2 separate regions of the Pan paniscus genome follow, and region 2 is linked to region 1. Evidence: chromatin contacts called from public Hi-C data. All regions are on one chromosome and are shown on one strand. Each heading gives the region's core, a stretch centred on a gene start, on an enhancer-like site or on the middle of the called end of the contact. The rest is flanking DNA. Distances are from core to core; before and after follow the strand shown.

Evidence for each region. A called contact is a pair of places that touch in the nucleus more often than the background predicts.
Region 2: a Hi-C map of induced pluripotent stem cells shows a contact between it and region 1, with 3 times the contacts expected there. The contact joins two enhancer-like sites. A contact is called at or near these places in 2 of 3 Hi-C or Micro-C datasets (fibroblasts and induced pluripotent stem cells).

What each region holds. Positions count from the first base shown.
Region 1 is chr18:14,844,470-14,849,124 of NHGRI_mPanPan1-v2.0_pri, reverse strand. All of the region lies in intron 1 of LOC100992644 (a long non-coding RNA gene), which reads right to left. Among named protein-coding and RNA genes, the nearest start is that of MIR193B, 6.4 kb to the right of the region's middle. Within about 2 kb of position 1,859, at least 1 of the 2 cell types and tissues checked has open chromatin away from gene starts, as enhancers often do.
Region 2 is chr18:15,063,823-15,068,477 of NHGRI_mPanPan1-v2.0_pri, reverse strand. All of the region lies in intron 21 of PARN (poly(A)-specific ribonuclease), which reads left to right. Among named protein-coding and RNA genes, the nearest start is that of PARN, 98 kb to the left of the region's middle. Within about 2 kb of position 2,772, at least 1 of the 2 cell types and tissues checked has open chromatin away from gene starts, as enhancers often do.

The DNA of each region.
Region 1 (4,655 bases), core at 610-3,109:
GTGCCCAGCGATGGACTTCACTGGGTTATTGGATAATCATTCTCCTGCCACTCCCCTGGCGTTTATGCATGGTGAATAAATTCATATGCCTTTTTCTTTTTTTTTTTTTTGAGATGGTGTCTTGCTCTTGTCGCCCAGGCTGGAGTGCAGTGAGGCGATCTCGGCTCACTGCAAGCTCCGCCCCCCGGGTTCAGGCCATTCTCCTGCCTCAGCCTCCCGAGTAGCTGGGACTACAGGCGTGCGCCACCTCGCCTGGCTAATTTTTGTATTTTTAGTAGAGACGGGGTTTCACCGTGTTAGCCAGGATGGTCTCGATCACCTGACCTCGTGATCCTCATGCCTCGGCCTCCCAAAGTGCTGGCATTACAGGCATGAGCCACCACGCCCGGCTCATATGCTTTTTTCTCCTATTAATCCACTTGTTGTCAGTCATTTCTTTGGTAAAAACTTTTAAAAAATAAATATAAAATAGGGACAAGGTCTCACTATGTTGCCCAGGAACATTTTGAACTCCTGAGCTCAAGTGATCCTCCCACCTCGGCCTCCCAAAGTGCTAGGATTACTGGCGTGAGCCACCATGCCTGGCCTGTCAGTTATTTTTAGCAAACTTTTAGCGGGTGAAGGGGCAGCCTTCCCTTGCCTCCTATGCTATGTGTTCTGGGAGTTGACTCATGACAGACATGTATGCATGATCCCTTCCTGAGATCCTAACACCAAGTATTCAGCGTGAAATTTTCATCGTAACGTGGGATTATTTCTTTTTTTTCCTTTCTTTTTTTTTTTTTGGGGACGGAGTCTCGCTCTGTTGCCCAGGCTGGAGTGCAGTGGCTCAATCTCCGTTCCCTGCAAGCTCCGCCTCCCAGGTTCACGCCATTCTCCTGCCTCAGCCTCCCGAGTAGCTGGGACTACAGGCGCCCGCCACCACACCCGGCTAACTTTTTTGTATTTTTAGTAGAGACGGGGTTTCACCATGTTAGCCAGGATGGTCTCGATCCGCTGACCTCGTGATCCACCTGCCTTGGCCTCCCAAAGTGCTGGGATTACAGGCGTGAGCCACCGCACCCGGCTGGATTATTTCTTTGATTCTTTTGTCTGTCTCCCCTGACTCAACTGTGAGCCCCATGCGGGCAGGGGCTGTCTGGCTCCCTGCTGTACCTCCAGCACCTGGCACCCAGCTCCGCACACAGTAGGGCCTCAGCAGCCATCTATCCAGGGAAGGAAGGGCAGAAGCAGTGTCTAGCCACAGCAATCTGACCCAGAAGCAACAATCACAGCTCTCTTGAGTTTCTAGCCTGCGTGATTTACAAGCTTGTTTTGGGCAGGAGTCGGTGGCATGCACCTGTAGCCCAACCACTTTGGGAGGCCGAGGCAGGACGATCGCTTGAGCTCAGGAGTTCGAGGCTGCAGTGAGCTTTGACTGCACCACTGCAATCCAGCCTGAGTGACAAAGAGAGACCCTGTCTCAATTTAAAAAAAAAAAAAAAAAAAAAAAAAAAAAGGTTGTTTTGGGGGAATCTCCAACAGCTCAGGAAACCATCTCATCGGCTCCAGGCTTTTCTCACTTGAGGTCCCCGACACTGTGCAGGTGGAAAGATTTAAGGGGCTCCTGAGAGCCCAGCCCCCATCCTGGCAGGCTGCAGGGGGTGGGTGGGGGGTGCGTTCTGGCAGCAGGGCCGGCAGCTGTCTGCAGGCCTCTCAGTGCCTGCTCTAGCTGACCAGCGGGGGCCCGCTGCCACCCCCCACCCCATGACGCAGCAGAAAGTGAAACCGGAGTTGGCCCCTGCCGGCTGGGACTGATCACCCACTGTTTCCCTGCAAAACCACAGTCCCAGGGGGCTGGTGGGCAGCTGGCTCCCAGGTCCGGCACAGTGAGGCCTGTCAGGCAAGTGCCCCTAGAGGCCAAGGGAGGTGCCCTGGCCAGAAAGGAGGGTGCTGAGTCATCGTGACCCTAAAATGAGAGAGAAATCTGAGCTATGGATCAATGCAGGAGTGGGGGGTGAGGGGTCCCAGTGGTGTCGGTGAGCAGGGAAGGGTGGTTTCCCGACCCCCAAAAGGAAGATGTGTGACACCCAGTTTTGTCATGCTGGAGCCCTCTATAGATCTGAACTGGCAACTCCCCCATCTCCCCCCACCCCTCCCCACACCGACTTACAGGAGTGCGGAAAATCCCTGAGATAAACAAGAATTCTCTAAAAGTGGACCTCTGAAACTTTACACACGACTTTCTGATTTCTGTCCCATCCTCAGGGCACCTGTAGTTGCTTAATATTTTTCTTCCAAAAAACCCACTCTTTTTTGTTTAACTGACATCAATTGATGGACAAAAAAAGGGCCCCTGTCTCCCGACCCTAAATGGAAAACCAACCAATTGCCTGAAGTACAAATCAGCGGTGCAAAGAATACCTACTAGAATAATTTTCACCTTTAGCCGGCGCCACTTAAAATCAGAGATGTGCAAATCAGACTTGGGAGTCTGAGTTACAGGTTTCATGCCTGAGGAGCTGGTGGCTCAGAGAGACTGACTCACTTGTCCCGGGTGACACAGCAAGAGAGGCGCAGAGCTCGGGCTGGAATGCAGGCCTGGCTGATCCCAGAAACCCAGGCTCAGTGCTGGGCTGCCGTCTCCCCACCCATGAATTCCTCTGTGTGTATTCATATTATTACCTTCCATGTTTAATGCATGGACTCTCCAATTTTCAAAGCACCTTCAGAGCTTATACAACGTTAGAGCTTTTTATATATAACATTGGCTACATCCAAGAACCCTTTGAAGCCAGAGCAGGGGGTGCTGCCCCTCCCTTGGTGTATGGGGAAACTGAGGCAGCGAGCGGGGAAAGTGTTCTGTCTCAGGGAGCTAGCAGGAAAGCCAGGACTGCCCAGGGCCCCCTGCCAAGGCGATGATCCCGGAGGCCCTGGCTGCAAGGACCAGGCCTCGTCAAACAGGTAACACTTGTTTCTTTCCGCTTTCCCTACCTCCCCCTACAACCCCCCAGAGCAAATGCTGACGCTGATGGGGAGCCACAGCTGTACTCCTTCCCAGGCCGGATCTCAGCGTCTGCCCCTGGAGGGCAAAAGCACGTTTAGCAACCAGTGTCTGCGCATGGCGTCTTTCAATTTTTCACAGTGATAACCGGTTTTGAGCACAAGGAGGCATCTACCAGGGACCCAGAAGGCGCTACAGCGGAAGAGTTTGGGGAACAGCTTTCTCTCTTCTTTGAGTTGCTGGAGGAACTCCGAGCTGATGTCTTTCTGGCCCAGGGACCCCCGAGGAATACTGCAAGAGCAATAAGGATTTTTAGGGGCATTATGATAGTGGAATGGAAACACATCTGCCCCCAAAAGTCCCTCATTTTCCCTGCGGTAACGAACCAGCTGGCAGGAAGTGGTAGCTCTCAGAGCACCAAGAGCCAAAACTAAAAAGGAAAAAATGTACAAAGTTAGAGCAAACTTTAAACAAGTGAGCGCTTTCATGGTGTACGGCGGCTCCGTGCAGACTCACGAAAGGGACCTTATCTTCTCAATAACCGGCTAAATAGGTCTCAGTGCAGCAGCTTCCATACAGACGTGCTCAGAAAACCACAGATCTGGAATCCCAGAGCAGGCTCCCAAAATGGATACAAGGATTATTCCCTAAAGCCAGGCGCATCATAGGAGACGTGACGTTTCCCCCAAACTTCAAATGACTGTTCCAGACCCTCATTAATGATCTAAGTGAACAACAAATCCTTCAACACCTCCTCCTCTGGAGTGGGAGAAACTTAGTCCCCTTGGAAATGCTGATGAAAATACCTGGTTTCCACAACACGGACAGAAGGGCTAAGGCTTGGGTAGGGGAGTTGAGTGATTATCGCTGGTGGTGCAAAAGGGGCAAACTGGCCGGCGTGGGGGCTCACGCCCGTAATCCCTGCACTTTGGGAGGCCAAAGTGGGAGGACTGCTTGAGGCCAGGAGTTTGAGAACAGCCTGGGCAACACAGTGAGACCCCCCCAGTCTCTGCAAAAAATAGCCAGGTGTGGTGGTGTGTGCCTGTAGTCCCAGCTACTCAGGAGGATGAGGCTTGAGCCTAGGAAGTTCAGGCTGCAGTGAGTTGTGCTCACCACTGCACTCCAGCCTGGGCAACAGAGTAAGACACTGTCTCAAAAAAAAAGGGGACGGGTTTTACTGCTAAGGTCCCGGGTGCCATCTCTTGGTTCAGCCACTAAGATCTGAGGACTAAGGAGTTCAGGGTGTCTTCCCCAAGGCATATGACCTTTGAGGCCCTGCAGGTGGGTGCCCCCTGTGCCAGCCAGCACCCTCAGAGCCAGGAAAGGGTTAACCCCTCCACATGGCTGACAACAGAGGAGGAGCTTACTACGCAGCCTGGGATATCACACTGGGCCATCTCAGAGAGGAGAGGGCCTGAAAACAGCCTCTGTGAGTTCTGTGAATGGAAGTGGATTCACTGCCTTCAGATTGAGAACGGGGTGAAAAGGCATCCCCACACAGAACCGACGCCCCAGTCGCTAGCTGGCTCCTTGGCACCCGTCGCATGGCCCCGAAGCTCTGGCAGGGACTCTGGGCATCTGTACCAGTGAGCACCCAGCCATCTCGGCCAGGTCTGTGAGGGAGCGATTCTACCCTTGCCATGTGACAGCCGGCAACTAGGGCCCAGACCTC
Region 2 (4,655 bases), core at 1,523-4,022, 220 kb before region 1:
ACTGCAGCCTCGAACTCCTGGGCTGAAGCGATCCTCCTGCCTTAGCCTTCCAAGTAGCTGGGACTATAGGTGCATGCAACCATGCCTGCCTTTTTTTTTTTTTTTTAAAGAAATGGGTTCTTGCTATCTTGGCCAGGTTGAATACAAGTTTTAAAATAAAATATTACATCTAACCAGTTTTCATTGAGAAGTCTGGGGCTTTTGAAAGAATTTCCAAGTATTGAGTACGAAGTTGGTCAACCAAATAGAGCTGCCCTTGGAAAGCGTGGTTGTTGTCTGGGGGGGGCACCCTCATGGCACTCTTTCCCATGTGTGTAGGATGGCATGGTAGCACAAAGTCAAAAGTAGATGAAATTGACGGACGTACCCAAACAGTTTCTATGTATTTTTAAGCATGGTAGAGGGTTAGTCTTTGCATGTGCTCTAGTTCACAGCCTTTTCTAAGAGGCTGAGGCCAAATTGAATTTATCTGGGAACCTGCCACATCTATAAATGCTACATAGGGTAATAAATGGGCCATTGGCTTCCAAGAATCAGTGACAGTGCACTTTAGTTCCTAATTTAGAGTTCATGAAAATTATCCCTTGACAAACAGATTGTGAAAAAGGAAACCCTATTAGATGGATTCATCTTTTTTTTTTTTTTTGAGATGGAGTCTTGTGCTGTCACTCAGGCTGGAGTGCGGTGGTGTGATCTCACCTCACTGCAACCTCTGCCTCCCTGCAACCTCTGCCTTCTGGGTTCTAGCAATTCTCCTGCCTCAGCCTACTGAGTAGCTAGGACTACAGGCACTAACCACAACGCCTGGCTAATTTTTGTGTTTTTTGATATAGATGGGGTTTCACTCTGTTGGACAGGCTGTTCACAAACTCCAAGTGATCTGCCTGCCTCAGCCTCCCAAAGTGCTGGGATTACAGGCATGAGACACCACGCCTGGCCTGCCTTTTGACAAATGTAAACTGTTGTTTCCACAATGATGTGAGAGTGAGTCAAGGTGGGGGATGGATGGATGGATGGATGGATGGATGAATGAATGAATGAATGCATGCATGAATGAATGAATACAGATAACAAGTGTTTTTGTCTTCAGAGGAAGAGGCAATGTCAGTCTGTCCCACCCAGTAGACTTGGCTTCTCGGCATGGGGGCTACATCTTAGTCATTATTCTACATCCTTGGCATTTGGAATGGTGCTGGCACAGAGCTGGAGAGGGCTTTGAGGAGATGCCCTGGTACAGTCCTTGGGAAGGGGCCAATTCTGGGATAGCCGAGAAGAGAGAGGAGCATGGCACCCAACAGAGTGATGAACGAAGGCGGAAGTTTACGACAGTGTTCACCCAGTGAGGGTTGCACTCCCTCACTGGGTTGTGAAGTCATTTGAATGAATGGTGACCAGCATTTTTAATAAAATGGAAGAAGTTAGAAAATGTCAGTGTGTCTTATATAATATAGTTTTTTTTTTTTTTTAATGTAACCTTTTTTTCAGGGTTCTGTACGTACAGATGTATGTGTGTGTACTGGGTTATAATGCACATGGATTTCTTGTTGAGGGTTATGGTAAACAGAGTTTGAACTCAGGCAGTTCAGGAGAAACACAGATTAAAGTCCTCATTTAAAGAAGAATTACTCTTTTCCAGGTGTGCAAAGCACTGTGGCGGGTGTTGGTGGGGTGGGGGGAAGCAGAGGTAACTGGCAGAGCTCTCCCTCCTCAGGTGCTGCCTCTCTCTAGAGTAGCCTGGGGCTTGGGATTCCTGTGGACAGCTTCAGGAAGAAATGCTCATTCCTTCACCCTGTGGTCTCCACAGGTCTGGAGGAGACTTCTGTGCTGCTCACCAAGAGAAGGATGTCGTGATTAAAGCACAGTCCTCTCTCTGTCCACCTTGCTTGGCTCTCCTTGAGGGAGCAGGATGAATAGCTTACCTGATGAGCAGAATCAGGAAGAGTCTGACACCCAAGGGCCATTTGACAAGTGGATGGGGCCACTGCATTGAAGAAGGCAGGCCTGGAAACCAGCTGCTGGGGTCTCTTTTGGAAGCTGAGATTAAGGAATCGTTTAGAGTTTAGAGGCCTCTTGCAGCTGTCATGATGGGGTCTCGTGGTCTGGATTTCTGGATTTCTGTAGGGATGGTATCGCCTATAGGAGGAAGCCCCATTTGGACCTCACACCCAAGATCCATCTCCAGCACAGTCTACCAAGGAGTCCCATGCTTGAGGGGAACAGGAAGGGGATGCCGAGTCCTCATGGGCTCCATAAGAGGATGATAGTCCTCGTTAGAACCATCAGAGGACGATACTCCCTACCTGCCAACGAGTACCAGTGGGAGTGGTTGTTGGGCCAGTGTCTGATACTTTATTGCTGGCCATCAAATTTGGACTTTGTGAACAGCAGAGAACCTTTTTGCACAGCCAGGGGGATGGATGTGACTCTGATGACACGATAAGGAATTTCTTTCATAGGGCGCAGTGGGCTTCAGTGTCAGGGCTGAGAGGCTGGAAGTGGCTGCAGTGTGCCCAGAAGTGGAGCAGTAGCCAGTAGTGACCTACAGTTACTATTCCATTACTGATCTGTGAGGGTGTTTAATTACTACTGACATTGTTTGGATTTTATGGAAACTAGATTTTCAACTTTGCCATCCATCTGGCTTACAAAACTTGAAATGCTCCAGATGTGACTTTGTATCTTAATTCCTTTTCACCAACCAGAAGGTGGTGCTGTCGTGCTGGCAACCAATCTACCTTTCCAACGCCAAGTAAAACATTGACATGCTTATTCATGCTAAGTAATGTGGACAGACTTAGCATTCGGATTCGACAGCGTACCTCTCCTGCAGTTGTGGGGAAGCCTTTAGAGTCCAGAGCTGGAGAAGCCTGGCACAGGGGCCTTGGTTAGGCACTCGCTCAGGGCCACCTTTGCACTCAGGGTGAAGTGACACTTTTATAGGAGTCAGGGCGAAGATGTCTGCTGAGTGCTGCTTGATCTGTGTCCAGTCTTCCATGAAACAGTTAAAGAATTATGACTAGAGATGAGAGAAGTTTCTGTGAAGAGAAAACGTTTTTTCTCTCGTTTCTTGCAGGGAAAGATCTCTACCTAGAGGAAAACTCATGAATCCAGTTTATAAGAAATACTTATAAAGTAATCATTAGTAATTAGTTAAAGTGATTAATTGAATACTCAACTAGTTGAAATACCCAAACAATCTCTCGAGTTATTTTAGCCGCTTGAAGGAAATAAAATCGGTGGTGTTTGATGTAACCTGAGTCCTTAGCTCCAGAGGTTAAAGTGGAGAAGAGAAAATTCATTTTACCAGGCTGGGGAGAATTCAGTGAGGTAATGAAGGTAAAGTTCTCGACATAGTGCCTGGCATTAGCTGCTCGGTAAATGTCCACTGTCCCCCCCACATCAGTCTATTCAGAAATCCAGACAATAAAATATCACAGAGTCAAGTTTGTAAAAAAGATGTATTGCTGCATCATGGAGACTGTGTGAGTGTGAAGCTCTTGGTGTTTGTATGATCGGCTTGCAAAATGACAGCATGTCCCTCAGGTAGGGCCATGTTTGTTGCCCTAAGTGACTTGCAGGTCTTCACCTGTCTGTACCTTTTAAACAAGAGACAAAACCTGCTGCCAGAATGATTTTTAGTTGTCTTTCCTTTTCTTTCCCATGGCTTCCTACAGTTGGGTTGCCGTTCTAATTAATCTCTTATCAGTGCAGTCAGGGGTCTCCTTTGGAGCCTCTTGCGGGGGTCCCACTTCAGTAGTTACTAGAGCAGCTTTCTGTTACAGAGGTTAACTTTTGAGTAGGTTCATAAGGAATGTGAGGATTCCACAGACACAGGAGAAGTTTGCTGTAAGGTGAAGTTGTACTCATTAGGGCTATGGATTTATTCTGACACTCAGTTTGGGCAGCTGGTTTGGGCATGGTTTTAAAAATACAGTCAGTCCTCATTATTCACAGATTCTGTATTTGTGAATTCAGATATTCAATTTTTTGTAACCCACAATTCAGTTTTCACGTGCTTTTGTGGTCATCCCCAGGGATATGCAGGTTGGGAAAATTTTGTATTGCCCAACATGTGCTCCCAGCCAAAGCTGAAGCCTTCCAGTTTCTGCTCTTGGGCTGTAAACACGGCTCCTTTTCACAGGCTTTTAGTGCCAGTTTTTTGTTTTGAATTTTTGTCCTTTTTATTAGTGATTTTGCTGTTGAAAATGACCCCAAAGCATAGTGTTAGAGGGATACCCAGTGTTCCTGAATGCAAGAAGGATGTGAGGTGCCTTACAGAGAAAACACGTGTTAGATGAGCTTTGTTCACACATGAGTTAAAGTGCTCTTGGCCATGAGTTCAGTGTTAATGAATCAACAGTATATTAACTAAGATGTCTTTAAACAGAAACACACATAAAACAAGATAATATATTGATCGGTTGATGAACGTGATCAGAGGTTTGTAGGACCCTAATCTTGTATTTCCCTAGAAACAATGACTCAGCATTTGCTAATTCAGCTTTCATGATGTCAAAAAGAAAAAAATTGTCAGATTTTGTTTAAAAATCATGATTGGCTTTATTTGCAGTTCTGGAATGGGACAACAACTCATTCCACAAAATAGAATGAGCGTTCCAATGAGCTGGGCAGAGGAGGTTGGTTTTATAGATAGA